Linked DNA regions of Gossypium hirsutum: region 1 is linked to region 2. The links are chromatin contacts, called in public Hi-C maps. All regions are on one chromosome and are shown on one strand. Each heading gives the region's core, a stretch centred on a gene start, on an enhancer-like site or on the middle of the called end of the contact. The rest is flanking DNA. Distances are from core to core; before and after follow the strand shown.

Region 1 (3,056 bases), core at 41-2,540, 320 kb after region 2:
CAAATATTATATGGTAGATGTTAATGATACAAATGCAAAAAGTTTTCTTACAACATATTGTGAGGTATGATATCATTGAAGAAAATGGAGCATACAAAATAAAAGATTGGATCGTACTAACATGTTGCATACTTCATAGCTTCAGTTATAAGTGAATTTGAGATCATCCATACTTTAAATGGTACAAATTGTAATACTCTTCTAATAGTAAATTTTAACTTATTTTATTGTAATTCTTTAGATCTGTTTGGTTGATATAGTGCAATTGCATTGTAATTCTCTATGTCACATTTAACAGTATAAATTATAATTACACAATTATATAACTTATATTTTTTAAAATATAATAATTACGATAAAAAATATTGGCATGATAAAAAGAATTTCTAAAAAAGTAACAAAAGTTCAAATTAAATCATCATGTGTATTATGTTAGTCCAAAAAAGTAATTTAGAATACGATTTTTAATAAAAATAACAAGAAAAATAAACATTATATATAATTTTATATAATTGTTCTAGTGTTCCATATTTGTTAGGTTATTCTCATTTTAATATTTAACATATGCTCCTTTTCATCAAATGTTGGTCATTGATCGACTTTATCATCATCTGATTTTGAATTTGTATAATTAAGATGATCAAAATCTCTTTATTCTATATATTATTTGAAGTATGGATCATTATAAATCCACCTATGAGTGACGCTATAAACTATGCAACATGTTAGTACGATCCATCTTTTTTTTTTATGCTCCATTTTCTGAAATGATATCATACCCTGCAATATGATATAAGAAAACTTTTTGTATTTGTAACATTTATCATAAAATATTTAAGTTTACAATGCAAATAGTCTTTAGCCTTAATAATAAAATCTTATATAAACTTAATTTGAAAATAGAATTATGCTAAATTATAACATTTTCTTATAATATGTAAAGTAAGTCAAAATAATATAAAATTTATAATATATAACCCCTATAAAAAATTCTTTTATGAAGTGTCTGATAACTTTTGTAACATTTTTTATAAGTAAATATTTTTCCCATGATTTTAGAAAGTTATCTTTTTACAAATGTTATAATAAAAAATGAATAAATATATTATAACACTTTTATAACATATAAATGATTTTTTATAATAAAATTTTTATCATAATTTTAAATTTTTAAAATTTAAATAATATATTTTTGTTATAGATTTATAGATTATTTTTAAGATACATTTTTTAGGATTTATAATATTATAAACCTTTGACTATAAACATTCAATCCATGCTCATGCTTATAATATAAATTACAATTCAATAAAACCCACAAATTCCAATAATTACCCAATCATATTATTCAAATATTTACATCTATATGCAGATTACTTTCCAAATACTACCTTGATAATTAAATAAATACACGGTTTAGACAAAACAAAAACGACAGCCGAACCCCAAAAGCTCGCAATCCACCAAAACATTTCTTACCAAACCAAAACCTCTATCACTGTCTAACCTTTTTCCGCCTTTTCCCAAGCATCCAAACAGAAGCCAGAAAATCAACACAAAAGAAAAGGTAGCCCTAAATGGAAACCTCTACATGGCTGAGCCCAAACCCCAATTTCCTTCCTTCTCCCAAAACCCACAGTCCCGACAGCAGCATCAGCAGCAACACCACCGCCCCAACACCCCCGACTCCGCCGCCTCAGCAACCCAAACTCATCACCAGATCCGAATCCGCCAATCCTTACCCGACAACTTTCGTCCAAGCCGACACTTCGTCTTTCAAGCAAGTCGTCCAGATGCTCACCGGATCTTCCGAGACCGCCAAGCTTGCTTCTTCCATTAACTCAACTTCCTCCCCTCACTCCGATCCCAACCTCAAAACCCACATCCCGCCGATCAAGTCCATCCCCAAAAACAAGCAAAACTCTGGGTTTAGACTTTACGAGCGACGGAGCTCTCTCAAGAACCTCAAGATCAACCCCTTGAACCCGGTTTTCAACTCTAGCAATTCAGGATTTTCGCCCCGAAAACCCGAAATACTCTCCCCTAGCATTCTTGACTTCCCGTCTTTGACTCTTAGCCCGGTTACTCCCTTGATATCCGACCCCTTTGATCGATCTGGACCTGGAAACCACGCCGATTGTATTAATAATATCACCAACTTAGACAAGGAAGCTGAAGAGAAAGCAATTAAAGAAAAGGGTTTTTATTTGCATCCATCGCCGGCCTCTACGCCACGAGATACTGAGCCTAGGCTTCTCCCTCTTTTTCCAGTTACTTCACCTAGAGTTTCAGGTTCTTCTACTTCTTCAAACTAAGAAAAACAAATCATTTTTATTTTTGCTTCTTTTGATGTTGTTGTAAGATTTTTTTTATATATTGTTGGGCACTGAAGATGAGGAATGTTAAAAAAAGGGCCGAGAAATGATTTGTAATCTTGGATACTTCAAGAGGAAATCTTTGCTTTTTTACTTCTTCTGCGATGCTTGGATGCTGGGAAATTTTAAACAATTGATTTTAGTTAAAAACAATTGATTTATCTTAGTCAAATGAGGAATTTAAATTTTGGTAAATTGAGAAATGACTGATTTGAATTGGAATCAATGAGTGACTATTAATGGCCAAGGAAAAAAAAAAGAGTGACTATTACTAGTTTTTCTTAATTTTCTTTTGGATGATGTTATAAGGTGGAATTTGTATTTTGAAAATATTTAGTGCGGTATTTAAATGATCCGTTTGTGTATTATTAGTTTCATTAAATGCTTTACATGAGTTCTGATGTGATGCGGTGGTTGTTTATTTCTTCCTTTAACTTTAACGATGTTATTGAGATTCACGTTCGTAAGATCGATCAATTGTTTATCTCTTTAAAGAGAATTCATGACGATAGAATTGATCATTATTATTGGATGCTTTAGTTATGAAAAAAAAAAAATCTAACATGGTATTTGTAGTTTGAAAATGTTAATTTGATGCCTAAATTATAAACCTATGTATTATTGTGGAATGAGCACCGTGATAAATGATAATTTAATTTATGAAAATCTGATAGATGATTT
Region 2 (2,748 bases), core at 75-2,574:
TCGGGACACAAATATTCGGCCATTAGAGGCAAGGCACTGGTAGCCTTTGTGCTGTGAACTGTAGCCTAAGAACGTACAAGGTTCAGAATGAAATTCAAGTTTGTGATGATTGTATGGCCGGAGATATGGGTAGCAACTGCATCTAAATACCTGAAGATGGTTGTATGTCGGGAAGGTGCCATACAGAATTGAGTACGGGGACTGATGGTGCAAAACAGGAGTGGGTAATCTATTGATTAAATGAACTGCACACGTAAAAGCAAAACCCCAATATTTCAGTGGTAGATGCGCTTGTGCAAGCAACATGAGGCCAACTAATAATGTGGCGATGTTTCCTTTCGACAATTCCATTATGTTCGGATGTATAAGGACAAGTGACACAGTGTATGAGGCCATGTTGAGATAAGAAGGACGTGAATAAACGGAACTTCCCTCCTCAATCACTTTGAAACTGTTTGATCTCTCGGCCAAGCTGTGTCTTAACCATCATCCAAAACTGAATGAAACAATCAAGAGCTTGTGATTTACGTTGAATAAGAAATATCCAAGTGAACCGACTAAAAACATCAATAAAAGTAACGTAGTACCAATCATTTCCACAATTGATAGCAGCTGAACCCCATAAGTCCAAAACAACAAGTTCAAATGGACAAGTATAAGCATTACTAGAAGGTGAAAAAGGAAATTTGTGAGATTTTCCTTGCTGACAAGCTGTACATATGCGGGAAATTTTATTACTTGGAACAGAAATATTAGAAGCTTTCAAAACAGAGTTAACAACCGTGGATGAAGGATGGCCAAGTCTTCTATGCCATAGTTCAGTAGTGAGAACAATTGACTTCACATTCAGAACAGACTGATTTTGACCCGGAGAGAATCGATATAGCCCTTCATGTGTGTGCCCCCGCAATAATATTTCCTGAGTCTTTAATCCTTAACAAGACAGTGAAGCGAATGAAATTTGAAATAAACATTATTTTTTTGTGCAAATTGCGAGACAAATAACAAGTTTTTCTGAATTTTAGGCACATGTAAAAAATTATTTAAATGGAGAATTTTTAGAGTAGTGGCAATTTAACAATGACCCAAACTTTCAATTTTAGCACTTGTACCATCACCCATACGGAGAGAAATACTACTTGAATGACTGGTGGAATTATATAACGAGGCCGTCTCTTAACAGAAGTGGTTAGTGGTGCCCAAATCAGGATACCACATGGTGGGTGCAACGGAATTGACCGGGACAGGAATATAAGGCTCATCATAGTTTCTGGGCTATATGTCTGAACCAGATGCACCTTGGTCTTCTAATCCAGCAGCAGGCCTAACTAATGAAGCTTTGGAGGACCAAGACGCAGGTGAGCGGCAGGAACACTTGAGCCTATACTGACAGGCCTATGAGTAGTATGACCAGGAGTTGACAGCCCACAAATACACGGCCCACTTGATGACCTAGGAGGAACATTCGGGTCAGTGAAAAAGGACCCAAAATTAGATGGATATTTTGATGGGGAGAAAAAATTAGGGACAACCACCGATCCTCTCCCCAAATACCGAGGCTGAGAAGAAAATACCGATGATGTAAGGGAAAATGTCGAAGGAGAGCCAAAACCCAACGATGAAGTACCGAATGTAGAGACAGGGGGACCACCAACAGATCGATCAAAGTGATAGTAGCATCGCTGAGCCAGATGCCTGATCCATCCGTAAATCTGAAATTAAGGTCGGCCACGACCACGAAACGACCCATGATTTCTAAGAGCAAATGAATTGATGACACTTGAGCTAGACGGTGTACTAACAGAAACCCTTAACGCAGAACCAGATGAGGAAGACTGCTGGACCAGATTGGCTTGGGGAAGAACCTCCGTCACAAATCATTGTTGCCACATTTCACATTCGAGCAAAATTTCGATAAGCTGATCTAATGCCAGGGGTTCCAGTGAAAAAGATGCTACAGTGACGACGGAGTCAAAATCCTGCGAAATACCCATAAGAACGATGTTTGTATGTTCTTCAGCCGAGACAGGATAACTAGACGCATCAAGTAAGTCACAAATTTTCTTGATTTGACCCAGGTATTCTTTTACAAACTGATAACCTTTCTTGACCGAATGAAGCTCGTGTTTGAGAAATCTTGGCACTGGACGTTGCACCGAAAAGACTGCATGCTTTACTCCAGACATTATGAGCTGTAGCAGTTCCTGTAAAAGAGGACAAAAACTCTCCATTGATCGTGGATAAGAGCCAAGAAGTAAGCAATTTTTCTTGCTGTTGAAACAAAAGAAAAGTAGAATTAGGAATCGACTTCCCTTCAGCATCGTGAACAAACTTAGATGGGGCAGAGATCGTCTCGTGTATATAATCGGTAAGCCCATAGGCTTCGATAATAAGCGTTAGCTGGTGTTGCCACTGAACGAATGTTTTGTCGGTAAGTTTAATAGTGTCATGTTTGGGAAATGATTGAACCACTCGACAGAACTGACTTTCATCAAGGGCAGGAGAAGAGGAGGGCTGAGGAGCAGGGGTCGGCGAAGTGACCTGATTGGTAGACACAGCTGGAGAAACAGGATTCATCAAAAACAACGAAAGCAGCCCAGGTAACTAATTAGCGACTGATACCATGAAAGAATACTTATGAAAAAATGTGAAATTATTATTGCTTGATCTGAATGAACACCAATCTGATGTATTTATACACAAATAGATTAGCTAGATATGCAAACTTTTTAACAGGAATAGTTGACC

Evidence for each region. A called contact is a pair of places that touch in the nucleus more often than the background predicts.
Region 1: a Hi-C map of leaf shows a contact between it and region 2, with 2.3 times the contacts expected there. The contact joins the promoter of LOC107901804 here to the enhancer-like site in region 2. A contact is called at or near these places in 2 of 34 Hi-C or Micro-C datasets (both in leaf).

The regions. Positions count from the first base shown.
Region 1 is chrD06:45,791,743-45,794,798 of Gossypium_hirsutum_v2.1, forward strand. LOC107901804 (VQ motif-containing protein 4) reads left to right here and starts at 1,291. Exons shown (of 1, transcript XM_016827961.2): 1 at 1,291-2,468. The coding sequence starts at 1,578. The coding sequence ends at 2,315.
Region 2 is chrD06:45,468,612-45,471,359 of Gossypium_hirsutum_v2.1, forward strand. No RefSeq gene overlaps it. Among protein-coding and RNA genes, the nearest start is that of LOC107901813, 14 kb to the left of the region's middle. Within about 2 kb of position 1,325, at least 9 of the 9 cell types and tissues checked have an H3K27ac peak or open chromatin away from gene starts, as enhancers often do. A contact at or near this core is called in leaf, where this site is marked.